2 separate regions of the Gossypium hirsutum genome follow, and region 1 is linked to region 2. A link is a contact called in public Hi-C data. All regions are on one chromosome and are shown on one strand. Each heading gives the region's core, a stretch centred on a gene start, on an enhancer-like site or on the middle of the called end of the contact. The rest is flanking DNA. Distances are from core to core; before and after follow the strand shown. Region 1 holds the start of LOC107897727 (DNA repair protein recA homolog 3, mitochondrial). Region 2 has its middle 21 kb from the start of LOC107887246.

What was found. A called contact is a pair of places that touch in the nucleus more often than the background predicts.
Region 1: a contact with region 2 is called in a Hi-C map of leaf, with 4 times the contacts expected there. The contact joins the promoter of LOC107897727 here to the enhancer-like site in region 2. A contact is called at or near these places in 5 of 34 Hi-C or Micro-C datasets (callus, hypocotyl and leaf).

Annotation. Positions count from the first base shown.
Region 1 is chrA06:18,685,543-18,693,199 of Gossypium_hirsutum_v2.1, reverse strand. LOC107897727 (DNA repair protein recA homolog 3, mitochondrial) reads left to right here and starts at 5,406. Exons shown (of 8, transcript XM_016823285.2): 1 at 5,406-5,753; 2 at 5,940-5,997; 3 at 6,450-6,667; 4 at 6,784-6,871; 5 at 7,144-7,316; 6 at 7,648-7,657. The coding sequence starts at 5,697. LOC107897728 (nucleosome assembly protein 1;2) reads left to right here and starts at 1,853. Exons shown (of 13, transcript XM_016823287.2): 1 at 1,853-2,011; 2 at 2,149-2,208; 3 at 2,291-2,334; 4 at 2,419-2,514; 5 at 2,858-2,950; 6 at 3,033-3,120; 7 at 3,203-3,264; 8 at 3,360-3,544; 9 at 3,659-3,836; 10 at 3,925-3,968; 11 at 4,077-4,275; 12 at 4,392-4,403; 13 at 4,496-4,861. The coding sequence starts at 2,163. The coding sequence ends at 4,561.
Region 2 is chrA06:18,285,202-18,292,215 of Gossypium_hirsutum_v2.1, reverse strand. No RefSeq gene overlaps it. Among protein-coding and RNA genes, the nearest start is that of LOC107887246, 21 kb to the right of the region's middle. Within about 2 kb of position 5,320, at least 3 of the 9 cell types and tissues checked have an H3K27ac peak or open chromatin away from gene starts, as enhancers often do. A contact at or near this core is called in leaf, where this site is marked.

The sequences.
Region 1 (7,657 bases), core at 4,157-6,656, 400 kb before region 2:
TTTACTAAAACTTTCTTTAAGCTTAACATCAAGAATGACGTAATTCAATTGTAAAAATTATTAAACATAAAATTAAAAAAAAGAATAATATTATTGTTTAAATCTAAACATTAATTTCATTTTTTACTTACTAAATTTATAATTAATCTTAACGTCACCAATAACCGTCAATTAAATTTTAAAAATATTGTAAATTTATAAAATAATAAATAATTATGTCATAAACTAGATTTATCCTAAATTATCACTTTATTGCTTAAATCTAAACATTACTTTCATTTATACTTACTGAATTTTTCTTTAAGCTTTAGATCATGAATCACATCAATTCAATTGTAGAAATTATTAAACATTATTTTTTTTTAAAAAAATTATTGTTTAAATCTAAACATTAATTTTATTTTTACTCACTAAATATATCATTTAGCTTAATATGACAAATGACGTCAAGTATATTATAAAGATGTAGTAATTATCATAAATAATGAATATTAGTGCCATAATTTAGACCTAACCTAAATTATACTGTTATAACTTAAATCTAAATATTACGTTTGTTTGCACTTACTAAATCTTTCTTTAAGCTTAACATCATGAATGACGTTAACTCAATTGTAGAAATGATTAAACATAATTTTTTTACTTACTAAAAATAATATTATTGTTTAAATCGAAACATTGATTCTATTTTTACTTACTAAATCTATCATTGAGCTTAACATGACCAATTGAGTCAACTAAATTATAAAAATATAATAATTATCATAAAATAATGAATATTGGCGCCATGATTTAGACCTATCCTAAATTATAGGGTTCTAACTTGAATCTACATATTCCATTTATTTACACTTACTAAATCTTTTTTTAAGCTTAACATTATGAATGACATCAACCCAATTGTAGAAATTATTAAACATAAATTTTTTTAAAAAAATATTATTGTTTAAATCTAAACATTAATTCCATTTTTACTTACTAAATCTATTATCGAGCTTAACATGACCAATGACGTCAACTAAATTATAAAGATATAGTAATTATTATAAAATAATGAATATTAGCCCCATAATTTAGACCTATCCTAAATTATAGCATTATGACTTTAATCTAAATATCACTTTTATTTATACTTACTAAATCTTTCTTTATGCTTAACATAATAAATCGCGTCAATTCAATTGAAGAAATTATTAAACATAAATTTAAAAAAAAAATAGTATTATTGTTTAAATCTAAACATTAATTCCATTTTATTTATTAATTCTATTATTGAGCTTGACATGATGGATGTAGTAATTATTATAAAACAATAAATATTGGCGCCTTAGATTTATCCTAAATTACAACGTTATAATTTAAACCTAATTATTATTTTTATTTACACTAACTAAATCTTTCTTTACTTACTAAATTTATCATTAATCTTAACTACATGAATAACCGTCAACTAAATTTTAAAAATAGAGTAATTTTATAAAATAATAAATAATTATGTCATAAACTAGACATATCTTAAATTATTGGTCCTTACTTTCATTTATACTTACTAAGTTTTAAATAAATTTAGCATAAAAATGAGGTCAACTCAATTGAAGAAATTATTAACAGATTTTGTTGTTGGAATTTAAAACAAGTAAAAACCCTAATTGAAAATTGAATAAATATATTTAAAAATTTAGTTAAAGGTTAAGTTTCAAGTATAAAAATAAAAAATAATATTATAGTAAAATTAAAATTATTAAAATTTAATAATAGAAAGACAATATTTTGAAAAAAATATTTAATCAATAAAATTTTAAAATCTCCATTTACGGATATGAAATGAACTTTTGGGTAACCATGATAAGGCTGGGATTTGCTTACCATTTTAAACAAATTCAAAAGCGGTGCGAGCCCTATTTATAGCCATCAAGGAAACGAAAAAAAAAAAAAAAAAAACAAGTGAAAAACAAAAAGTGCTTTGCTTACGCGATAAAAACTAGTTTCGCGGATTTTAGGTTTTCGTAAGGTAAAGGGAGAGGATTGTTAAGCGACACGCCTCTCTCACTCAAACCCTATTCTTTTTCCCAATTTCTCGAATCTAGGGTTTTACATTCTCCTTTTCCTCTCCAAATCAACCTTATTTCATTTTTTTTCTTCTCTTAGAAATAATATCGTCAATGAGCAACGAATTAGTTAACTTCAACATGTCCGGTCTTGGCGATGGTATTGATATTTTTCTCTTCTTTATCTACAATACTATCGCTTCACTCTTATCGCTTCTCTCAGTTTCTATTTTTGGTTGCAGCTCTTAATGCCGAAGCACGAGCTGGTCTCGTTAACGCTCTCAAGGTGGGTGACACCCATAATTGTTTTTGGTTTTCTTTTTGTTATTTTTTTCATTTTTTTTTTGTTTTTTGATATTTTGGTTTGCAGAATAAACTTCAAAGTCTTGCTGGGGATCACTCCGATGTGCTGGAGAGCCTATCACCGATTGTCAGGAAGCGTGTCGAGGTTCTTAGGGAGATCCAGGCATGTTCTTTCTCCCTGAGCTTTTTCGATGCTCTGTTAAGTTTTACTCTGATATCACTAATGGTTTAGTTGTTTTTGTAGCCGGGTTTACTCTATTATGGTTAAGAAACTCGAGTATCTTGGATGTATGGGGTTGTTAATGTGTTGAATTTCTAAGATCATCTATGCACATTTTTATTGGATTTACTTTTGGTATGGTAGAAAGTTCATTGTTCTTGCTCGGCAGCTACTTTCCGTTCCCAGCTAGATTGATTTAGATTGTTGTAATCTAACTTTTATTTATCTTAGCTGCAATGTGATTGGAAGGGGAATGCCTTTTTTGATCCCTATTTTTCTTTAACAGAGCCAACATGATGAATTGGAGGCTAGGTTTTTTGAGGAGAGGGCTGCACTTGAAGCTAAATATCAAAAACTATATCAACCCTTGTATGCAAAGGTTTGCATTTTCAATTTTGCTTTAGTTATTGGCTAATCAGTTACTGTCGCCATTCACCTGACTTATTACCTTATTTTTGTAGCGATATGATATTGTGAATGGCCTTGCTGATGCTGAAGGAACAGCAAATGAAGCTGCCAAGGACCAAGGAGAGGAGAAGGATGCTGAAGGTATGATCTTATTGAGTCATTTCTTTTCCCATATGCATCTTTCTTTCTGTGGACGATATTTATAAAATTATGCTTTATGCAGAGAAAGGGGTGCCTGATTTTTGGCTTACTGCAATGAAAAATAATGAAGTGCTCTCTGATGAGGTGAGTATCCAATTACTATTATTTTTATAACTCTTTTTGTTTTTTTGGTTGGAAATGGTTAAGCTTCTCTCTACATCCTTTGTGTTTGGAACCAGATCACTGAGCGTGATGAAGGAGCTCTCAAGTATCTCAAGGATATTAAGTGGTACAGGGTAGAGGAACCCAAAGGATTCAAGCTTGAGTTTTACTTAGACACCAATCCTTATTTCAAGAATACTGTGCTGACAAAGACATATCTCATGATTGATGAAGATGAACCTATTCTTGAGAAAGCAATTGGGTAAATACTATTACCTATCCTTTTAGAGAATTCCCTATTGGATTGTTAAATATGTCCAGATTACAGGAGGTTCTTACTTCTTTTAACTAAAACTTCTTTACACCTAATTTGTAGGACTGAAATTGAATGGTATCCTGGAAAATGCTTAACGCAAAAGCTTCTTAAAAAGAAGCCTAAGAAGGGTTCAAAGAATGCCAAGCCAATCACTAAAACAGAGGAGTGTGAAAGTTTCTTCAACTTCTTCAATCCTCCGCAAGTTCCTGAGGATGATGAAGACATTGATGAAGATACTGTAAGCCCAACCTCACCAGATCTATATAAACATTGATGATTGATTACATTTCTTCTGCTATTCCAATTGTTTTTACTTTCTTGCACAGGCTGAGGAGCTACAAAATCAAATGGAACAAGATTATGACATCGGGTATGTTCTCTTTTCTTCTTACTCTAGTTATTGAGTGAGACATCATTAATCATTGTTACATGTATTTGAAATACCTACTTATTTTATGCTATCTGTTTCTTTTTGCAGATCAACAATTCGGGACAAGATTATTCCACATGCTGTGTCATGGTTTACAGGAGAAGCTATCCAGGGAGATGAGCTTGATATAGATGACGATGAAGAAGATGACGATGATGATGATGAGGAAGAGGATGATGAGGAAGAGGATGAGGATGCTGACGATGAGGATGAGGATGATGACGAAGGAAGTAAGACCAAAAAGAAGGTATGAGATGCTAAATTTAGGGTGTGTTATAATGTGTGCTCAATTGTTTGTTCAAAATCTGAAGTGATGCTAATATTTCTTTTGTTTCTTGCATATTGCTTGAAAATGTGCTGCAGTCGGCTCATAAGGTACACCAATTCCATATCATTTAGGTCTCTCTTTTGGCCCTTCTATTGAAAATTTATTCTTAATTATGTTCGTTGTTCGTTGTGTATTGCAGAAGAGTGGTAAAGCAGTAGGGGATGGGCAGCAAGGTGAGAGGCCTCCGGAATGCAAGCAGCAGTAGAAATTAATTGCTGCTGTCGGAGTGTGGTTTATAAGATTTTGATTGGAAGAAGCGGGAGAAAGGGAGGGTTTGCAGTTTTGGTGGTTATTTATTTCTACAGTTTTATGTTATTGCTATGAGTATGATTGGTTTCTACAGTCGTTTTATCCTTTTTGGTCTGTTGGTTTGGTAGGATGGTCTGGTAATGGTAGTCTAAGATGTTTTGGGATTTTGTTTTAATGTTTAATGTTTCCAGAAACTTTTAAGAGTTCTTGTGATAGCTTGTTATCAATTATTTAATGGCCGGTCTGATTAAAGTTATTTTTTGTTCTCTTTTGCATATTCCTTTTATATACCGAGTTCTCTTGCGCATGGCTTGTGGTTGGACGGCAACAATTATGATCACATTGTATTTCCATGGATCTTTAATTTTATTTCTAATGTTCTTGCAACTTCAAAAAATTATGGATGCAAAAATAATACTAAATAAAACATCTGTCGCAGCCCTTTCTCCTTGAAATTAATAAAGGAAGAAGACCCACAGTATTCTCTACGGTTATTGTAGATTTTGTTTGAAAAAATTAGATTTATTTCACTGTTTTAAGTATTATGCCTTAGTTCATATTTATTAAAAAAATTTCTTAATAGGTTGATATGATTTTCCTAAATTCTCATAGCAATAAAAAAGATCAAAGAATTATATGTCATTATTTTTGTAATTTTAAAAAAATTCGGCTCAACTTCATAGAAAAAATCTCAATAATTAACCATTTTTTAACGATATTAATGATTTGGAATAAGAAAGCGTTACATTAATAATAAAAACGGAATATAATACAACAAAATAATACAATATAATAGGAACACCAAATTTGATTAAAATTCCCTGGAGGCCCAGACGGGCCAACCAGCAGGCTCCCTCTCCCCCGCCCCTGGGGGGTACCAAACCACTGTAGTGCAAATCTCGAAAAGGAGGGAAACTCAAACCCTAACATCCCAGACCCACAGCAGCAGACCTCAGTGTCTGTCTGTTTGTCTTTCCATTTCTTTACTCTCTTTTTAATCCATGGTACTAAGTAACATCTAATCACAACTAGTTTGTTCTTCTTTTCCCACATCTTATACTTCTAAACAAAGCTCCTTTCCCTTGCATGCTATGGCCAGCTTTCTTCGAAATGTTTCATCTCTTAAACGTTCTCTCTTCGCTCCACAGGTTTTAAAAACCTTACCCTTTTCTTTATTTTCTTCCATAACTTCATATCCTTTGTTTTTCTCATGTTTAATCTGATTGTCTTGCACTATGTTCATTTTTTTATATAAAAAATGGTGGTTCAGGAACAGTAGAAATATATATATATTCGAAGCCGTGAATCAATTTTTCTCTTTTTCCTTTTTGCAGGTTTGTAGGGGAGGGGTGTTAAGGTCATCTTCTCAGCTGTGTAACTTTTCTTCAAAAGGTAAATGAAATTCCTTTGAAAAGCTTCAATTTGAATGTTGGTACTCAAATATTGTTATTTGGGTATCTGGTATTCTAATTCTATGTTTGGTTAAATCACGTTTTGGTTTTTGAGTAGAATTTTAATTCAGGTAATCATCTGAATGTGATTGTAGAAGAGTGCTTTGTCATGGGATTTTTATTAGATTAATAAATGTTTGAATTCTATAATATTTAATTGAAACAAGTCAGCTGTACTGTAAAGCGCAGTGCTTAACGTAGTGTCATCTTTTATCCAACAATAAAAATTATAAATTCATGCCATTTAATAGATGGGGTTCTTTGGCTATTTTTCTTGAACTGGATTCATTTGAGTTAAAAAGTGAAATCTAATAATCTTTTTTTTTTTTTTGAATAAAAGAAATCTGATGCTTTCTTGTGTTCGGTTATTTCTTTGTTTGTGTCCTATTGAAGGTAGAAGGAAATCCAAGTCAGATTCAAGTGATTCGTGCGATGAGAATATGTCCAAGAAAGATTTAGCTCTAAAACTTGCCTTGGATCAGATTACGAGTTCTTTTGGAAAAGGATCTATCATGTGGCTTGGTCGTGCTATGTCTCATCGAAATGTTCCAGTAGTTTCCACTGGTTCTTTTGCTCTGGACATAGCACTTGGAATCGGTGGCCTTCCAAAAGTACTCTAAAATTCTTGTTTCAGTTCTTTTACCATTTATGCTGCTAGTCTGCTACTAAGTAATAGCTGCTTGTGATGCTTTTTAGTTCCTTATACATCTCTGTTGGAATTTTACAGGGCCGTGTCATAGAGATATTTGGACCAGAGGCTTCTGGGAAAACGACACTTGCTTTACATGTAATTGCTGAAGCACAAAAGCAAGGAGGTCACTGAATGTATTTTAGCTTAGTACTGTGTGATTTATGATTGATTGTGCTGACTCGTTATGAAATCCATTCTATGTAAAGGTGGTTTATAATAAGGCATCTGAACTATTATAAAGGTTTTGTATGCAGCGTATAACGTTAAATGTATTTATGAGATGATTGCATTTGGAGGGTGCACCAGATTTTGTTGTGGCTATCTTCTGTGCTGTTGAGGTTGTTTCTGTTATCTTTCTGCTGAATGCTTACATATGGCTATAATATTCAAATGCAGGTTATTGTGCTTTTGTCGATGCTGAGCATGCTCTTGATCCTGCTCTAGCTGAGACAATTGGGGTGAACACTGAGAATTTGCTCCTTTCGCAACCAGATTGTGGAGAACAAGCTCTCAGTCTTGTGGACACCCTTATACGTAGTGGATCAGTTGATGTTGTAGTTGTTGACAGCGTAAGGTGTTCCTAGATTCATTTTTTTTCCATTATGGAGTTTGGTGTGATAAATACTGCTGATAGTTGGTAGAATGTGCTTCTGCCGTGTTTGTGACTTGTGAAATATGCTTTGTTTTCCTTGTCTGCATCTTCCCTTGGACTGCTTATGTAATTAGGTTGTGCTATGATGCAAATTTGAGGGAGGACTTTTCAAATTAGTGTTTGTGTGCCAAGAGTATTGGGTTCTCATCCTTGAAGGATTCAAATTCTATAATTTTATCTGTGTGATACTGCTGTTTATCATATCTATTTACAGTGAGCTCCTAATAATAGCTTAATTTTCATCTCAGGTAGCTGCCC
Region 2 (7,014 bases), core at 4,071-6,570:
CATCAGCCTTCTACTACCCTTTTTTTATCATTTTTAGTAATCCTTTTATTTTTATTCTGAAGTTTATAGCATTCTGCTTTGATGTGACCCATCTTTTTGCAGTAACCACATTCCTTGTCACGGTTTCTTGATTTCGATCTTGCCCTAGATCTTCTTTGACCTGAATCCTTAGATTGTTGCCTTCCTCTAGCAACCAAAACTAAGGCTTGCCCATTTGACTTGTTCTTTAAAACTAACTTGTTGTCAAGTTTATCCTTGCTTAAAAGGTTTCCCTTCACGTCCTTAAATGATAGTATCTCTTTATCATAAATTAGGGTTTCCTTAAATGTTTTGTATGAATGGGGCAAAGAATAAAGCAATATCATAGCCTGATCTTCATCATCCATGTTATCATTAACATTCTTTAGGTTATTTAGTAGAGTAACAAATTCACTGATGTGAGCCCTAATAGGCTCACATTTGGCTATACGAAACGTGTATAATCGTTGTTTTAAAACAACAATTTGTGAGAGACTTTGTCATGTAAAGTGCTTCTAATTTTCTCCATAAGGTTGTTGCTATTTTATCTGTAAGCATCTCTTGCAACACTCTGAACCCGTATCCGTCACCAAAGCAAGGCTACAGAGCATTATCGGGGTTTACGGATTAAACAAATAAAAATTTCAAAGATTTTATTACATATCAATATTCATAATAAAACCAATCAAAATCATCTATATTGTCCCTTATACAAGCCCCCAAGGCCCAAAATATGCATTAAAAACAAATCGGGACTAAATCGAAAACTCAGAGAATTTTCCTGAAAAAGTAGAAAAATTTCAAAGCTGTAAGGGTCACACGGCCATGTGACTCACACAATCAGGAGACATGCCCGTGTCTTAGGCTGTGTGGGCATTCGAAATAGGGACACACAACCGTGTCTCAGCCCGTGTCCGTGCCCGTGTAACTTTCTAACTTGGGTCACACGGCCAAGTCACACGCTCGTGTGCTAGGCCATGTGAGCATACTGACTTGCATTCTTAAGAAGATACAGGGGACACACGGCCATGTCACTTGGCCGTGTGTCATACACAGCTGAGACACATGCCCGTGTCTCTGCCCATGTGGACAAAAATAGGTCATTTTCCAAGCCACATTTCTCACCCAAATTGACATCAACCTAGATTCAACAAATTGCCTATTAAGAAGCCATAACAAGGCATTCAAAACAAGTTAAAATTAAGTCTTAGACATGTATTATCTCCACATTTGACCAGTATGCCTTTAGGCACCTCAAATGACAACTTAAAAACATGTCAACCAAGTATCCAAACTTACCTAATTAATTTACCTAACAAAGTTACCAAAGTTCACTACAAATCAAATACATACATACATATATCACTCATACTAACATCACAATTATACCTTATTCTCATACCAATATGTAAGTTGGTTATATAAAAAAAATATTATTCATAATATTTATATAAGCTAAACTTTGACCAAGACTATACAAAAGCCTATACATGCCATCTAAACAGTATTTATCATTTCAAAAAAACTACCAAGATAAGCTAGATAGTGTGACTTGAATGTTGATCCGATCGTCCAACCTTCTGAAAATCTATAATGACATTAAACAATACAAATAAGCTTAATGAAGCTTAGTAAGTTCAACGAATTAATTAAAAATCTTACTGAACTAACTGTAATAAATTAAGTAATAAAAATCATCCATGACAACTCCCTGTCATTTACAACTTCAATCGATAAGTACATCTATATTCAGATCATTATAAAAATAAGTAACATGCCTTTCAAATTCATTATATAAATCACCTTACTGAGATTTCTCCATTCAAAGAATGACTTACGGATAAGAGTATATCATCAATAAAAGCTCATAAGAGCTAGTCCTCCCATATACACCAAAAGAAGCTCGAAAGCTAAATAGAAACTCGTAAGAGTTGAATAAAAGCTCGTAAGAGCTGATCCACCCAATTACGCCAAACAGAAAGTAAAACACAAGAGTTCGCAACAGATGTTGAACCCTGGTTTACTTGGGAATAATGCTAATATCTCCCTCCAAAACCATCATACACCAAATTACAAATATATTCAAATATCGCATTCAATTTAAACCGAACATCCAATTCAATATTGTAATTCAAGCAATAATTCATTTCCAAAAAAAAATATATATGCATAATACTTATGCATAATACTAATCATAAATTTATACAAATATTAAATTTTAACTGTACGAACTACGAACTTACCTAGACTGAATTGTAGTAATTGCAGAAATTCAGAGACTATTCTACTATATTTCCTTTTTCACGAGTATCTACGGGATCTTAATATAAAAAAGAAATAAAGAACCAACTTAAAGTTCCCTCCTATGGCGGTTTAAACCGAAAATAGAAGAAGAAATGCATAGGAAGCCTTTAAATTTTAATTTGTTTATTTTTAATTTCATCAAAATTACAATTTTGCCATTCAGTTGTTTTATTTTATTATTTTCCCTTAACTTGCGGTACTGCCATCTTAATTTAGGTATATTTATTACTTAAGTCATTCCTTATTTATTAATTAAGCCATATAATCACTTAATTATTATATTTAGCAAGTTTTGCACTTTTTTTAATTTAGTCCTTTTTAATTAATTAACTATCGGAACGTTAAAATTTTTCAACGAAACTTTAATACCATCTTAATGACACTTCGAAAATATTTATAAAAATGTTTACGACTCGATTTATAGAAACGAGTTCTCGATACCTCACTTTCTAAAATCACTTGACCTAGGGTCTTACCACTCAAACCTAATAAATCATTATAAAATATAAATTACCAATTCAAAAATCTTTTTAAAATCATATTTGATTCATAAATATTAAATAATAATATTTACGAATTTACTTGCTTGATTTGGTGGCCTCGAAACTACTGTTTCCGACACCGCTGAAAAAATTCGGGCTATTACATCTCCTGCAACACATTGTTCATAAGGCACAACTAAATTGTTGACAGTGCCTTCTCATCAAGCTCCTCTCATTTTCTTTTTTGATTCGCATCTGCGGGCTTTTGCCCTATAACGACCTTTTTCAGACCGTTCTGTATCATAATTTTCATCATCCAAACTTGCCACAAACTAAAAATTGTGATCCCATTGAAATTCTCGATATCGTACCTCATTTCCATCTTTGAACAAGTTGAATGCGGAAACTGAACCTTGATCTAATACTAGTTTGTTGGGTTAAACCTGAATTATGCAACGAACAAGAACGAAAAATGAGAAAATTGGATACAAATATTTACGTGGAAATACCCTTTCAAAAAGGATTAAAAACCATGGGTAAAGAAACTTCACTAAAACGGAAAATACCAAAAAAGAAGTGCAAGATGGAGAAACAAAAATAATCTCGAACCCAAAAAAATACAAAGTTCTCCTGAAATTCTCACAAATTTTCTCTTCATTTTTGTTATTGAATCAAGCTCTCTAGGGTTGCTAAAACTCTATTTATAGGCTAAAATTCATGACTAATCTAATTAGAATATCCCTAAAGTTATTAGAGTTCGACTAGGAAAAGATAGCAGAGTTTAACTAGGAAAAGATACTCATTTTAGTAGGATACACGTCGCCACGTTGTGGCATAGCTATCAGTTCTTTGGGACATCATTTTTCGCATCGTTGAGACGATGGATTCTTCTTTTCAAGACGCCGTGTGTCGTGTCGTCATGACGTCGGCTCTTCCTCGTCACGATATCGACTCTATTTCGGACGAAATGCAAGGCACACTCCACAGTTCTCTATTTTTCGGATTTAAAAATTTAGGTCCAGTTGTTACCATCATTAAAATTCTTTTATTAAATTCTTTGGCGTAGCATTTTGAATTTTTTTAAAAACAAATTCACCTAATAGTCATATAACAATAAAAATAATGTTGAAAATAGTGATTAGGATTTTTTTTTTTCACTCATTGGAAACATCATGATAAAAAAATTGTTGAAATAGTGTTCTTGAGAAAAATTGATGTTAGCATTTTGATTAAAATAGTTAACAATATTAACTATTTATATTAATTAATGACACTATAAAATAAAGAGACTAAATTATGTTGAAAATTAAAGTATATATATTAATTCTCAAGTTTCAGTATAGTTTCGGTGCCAAAATTGAAATGACATTATCTTATAATGTAAAAAAAAAAAGTAATACAAACTTAAAAGAATAGGAAGTCTCTTTTAAGACTATTAGGGTATTCAAATTATATATAATTATGTAATGTTTTAATCAAAAAATAAATATTATTAATTATTTAGACTAATTAACAACATTAATAATCAAATTATGTCAGAAATTAACAACTTTAAGCTGAAGGGTATGAAAATTATATAAAAAAAATCTACTCTCTTTTTTCTTTTCTTTTCCAGCGTTGAAGAAAATCTATTGAATGTGCTGGACAGAAAGTTGGAATGTTGACATGTATGCTACACAACGGTTTTAGCATTCATTAAGTGAGCTTTTTTCCAATAGTGGGGCAGGGGGAAGTCAGATTCCTTGAATGAGTTTTTTATTACAAAAATATATACATGTGTGTCGTGGAAAACACCCGCAACGAGCTTCAAAAGTCAATATATGCTTCTTCATGATGAACACTATCAGCCTATACACACAGAGAAAGAGAGAAGAAACCAAACGTGGGTTTCAATTCAAGTATCAAGAGTGTGGGTGAGGAAGACTAGCATGAATGAAGAAGTATGAGTCATGAATCATGTGGGTGATGTTGAGGCTGAGGCAGCCATGCCACCTCAAACCCAAAGGTCCTCCACAAAAATACATACGGTAGGGTGGGGGAAGGGGGTGAACTTTTGTGACTTGTGAGATACTCCAAATCTTTATTGGGATCAATCAAACCCTTCCTAAAAAGATTACGTGGTCCAAACCAACTACGTCAACATCCCCCACCCCACCCATTTGCTTTGCACCCCCAAAAATCTCTCTCTCTCTCTCACACCTACAGCAATCATATCCACGCATACGTGCATGAAAACAGTACAAAACCATAAACCCGCTTTCTTAATTTCGATGCATTAGCTCAAAAGCTGCTTTAACACATGAAAAGAAGAAGAGGAGAAGAAGAATCATGATGGCTAAAAGCCTAAAACAAGTCCTTTGATTGATGACAGTGAGAAGGCTAGCTTTTGAACTTAATTTTTGTCTTTCTCTGGTTTCATTCATATATTCCACTTTTCACTATCTTATACTGATGTCATCTACCCTTTGGAGCAGAAGTCCACAATATGGACCATCACAACCCCACTGCCATGATAGGGATATATACGCATACATTATATGCTCTAATAATCTAATAATACAACAAAACTAAGAACTTCATTAATTAAGACCTATCACCAAGCAACAACAATGTTTGAGAAATATTAATGGGAGGTAGCTAGGGTTAGCAAGGTAGGTTAGGTCGGGAACTTTTTACTGTCGATGCCCTTTCCTGGAAGGTACTTTAATTGTAGCTTGGCAAAAAAACGAGGCCCCACTTGATGTGTTGCAAACCTCAGTTTCATATGCGCTCGTGCTTTGAGCGTTTGTCGCTACTATCGGCTGCTTTACCAGACAAGATGGAGGATACGTCTTAGAATAGGACCCATTAGCCCCCGGCCCCCCCCCGCCCCCAACCCCTTTTTTTACCGTTATTTTGCATTGCACCTTACTTATTCTTGCTATATACTCCTAGATTATCACTATTTTCCTTACAGCTTTGAGCTTTCTATATATGTTATGTTCATCGACCCTGAGATGTCATCATAATCATTTAGCCAGTAATCGACATATCCTATGAAATTTATATAATTTTTAAAACCCAATTTCAATCTCAAACTTATTTTCAGGTTTCTATTGTTGCCATTGCCAATAATCAACATCAAGGATCATATAGGTCATAGATATGGATTGCTACTGTTGTTAGACTCTACCAATGACCCTACGATTTGGTCCCATATTTTGTAACTTATTATGGAACTTAGTTGAACTATATCAGGTCTAAATCACAATTAAAGTATATCCATGCGCATGAAAGAAAGAAATCTAAGAAGAAGAAAGGAAAAAAGCACCATCTCACCTCTCTATCACTAAAATCTTTACCTTCTGAGGTGCATTGCATGGTGTGGTCAATTTGTTCTCCAGTGATGAAAAGGTGAATCCCTTTTCCCAGAATCGGGTATTGGATCTTGGATGATGATGATGATCTGTGGTGGATATCATATAATTCAATGGCCAGGACAGTTTGTTCTGAAGTGAGGTCATTGGAATCAAATAGAAAATAGAACCATGTAAGTCTTGGATGCTCTGAGCAAGGCAGCCGTACTCCATCAATGGCGTTTTCGATCTAGCAGAGGCTTTGAAGCTGCTGAATGGCAGATTACATTGTTTTATAGCTGTTGCTTGTCATATTGTTAATCCATTTGTTCTTTAGTGAGCATTGCCAAGTCATGTTCCATATTTAATTCTACTGTTGTACAGAATCCTGATGAACTATCCCAAGGTTCAATATAGATAGGGAAGAGCCGGTAGCGTCCAATTTACAAGATTTTGGAAACAAGAACAGGATATTCAAATCCTTTCTGTGTGCCTGTACTGAAGCCAAAACAGCTGACTTGGATCACTTCATCTTTCAAGCAAGTTTAATAAGACAAAAGATCTCTTAAAATTTGATTACACTGTCACCAGTTAGTAAGTAGCAGGAACTATATATTGCTGCTGTTTCAGTCAATACCCTTAAGTTAATGGTCCTTGGGCTTGGATTCAACATGGAAAATCTGGTTCTGATACTTTGAAAGTTAAATGTGATAAACACAATATCTCTGACAAGCGCCTATCATTTTTGGCTTTATACGAAGTTACAAACGAAGGTAGTCAGGTTCGCAGGAACAACGTTAGGATCTGACCCGGCAAATCATAGCTCACGCAAAGGATTTGTCCTAAACTTGATTGACAACCCCATCCTCTCCATT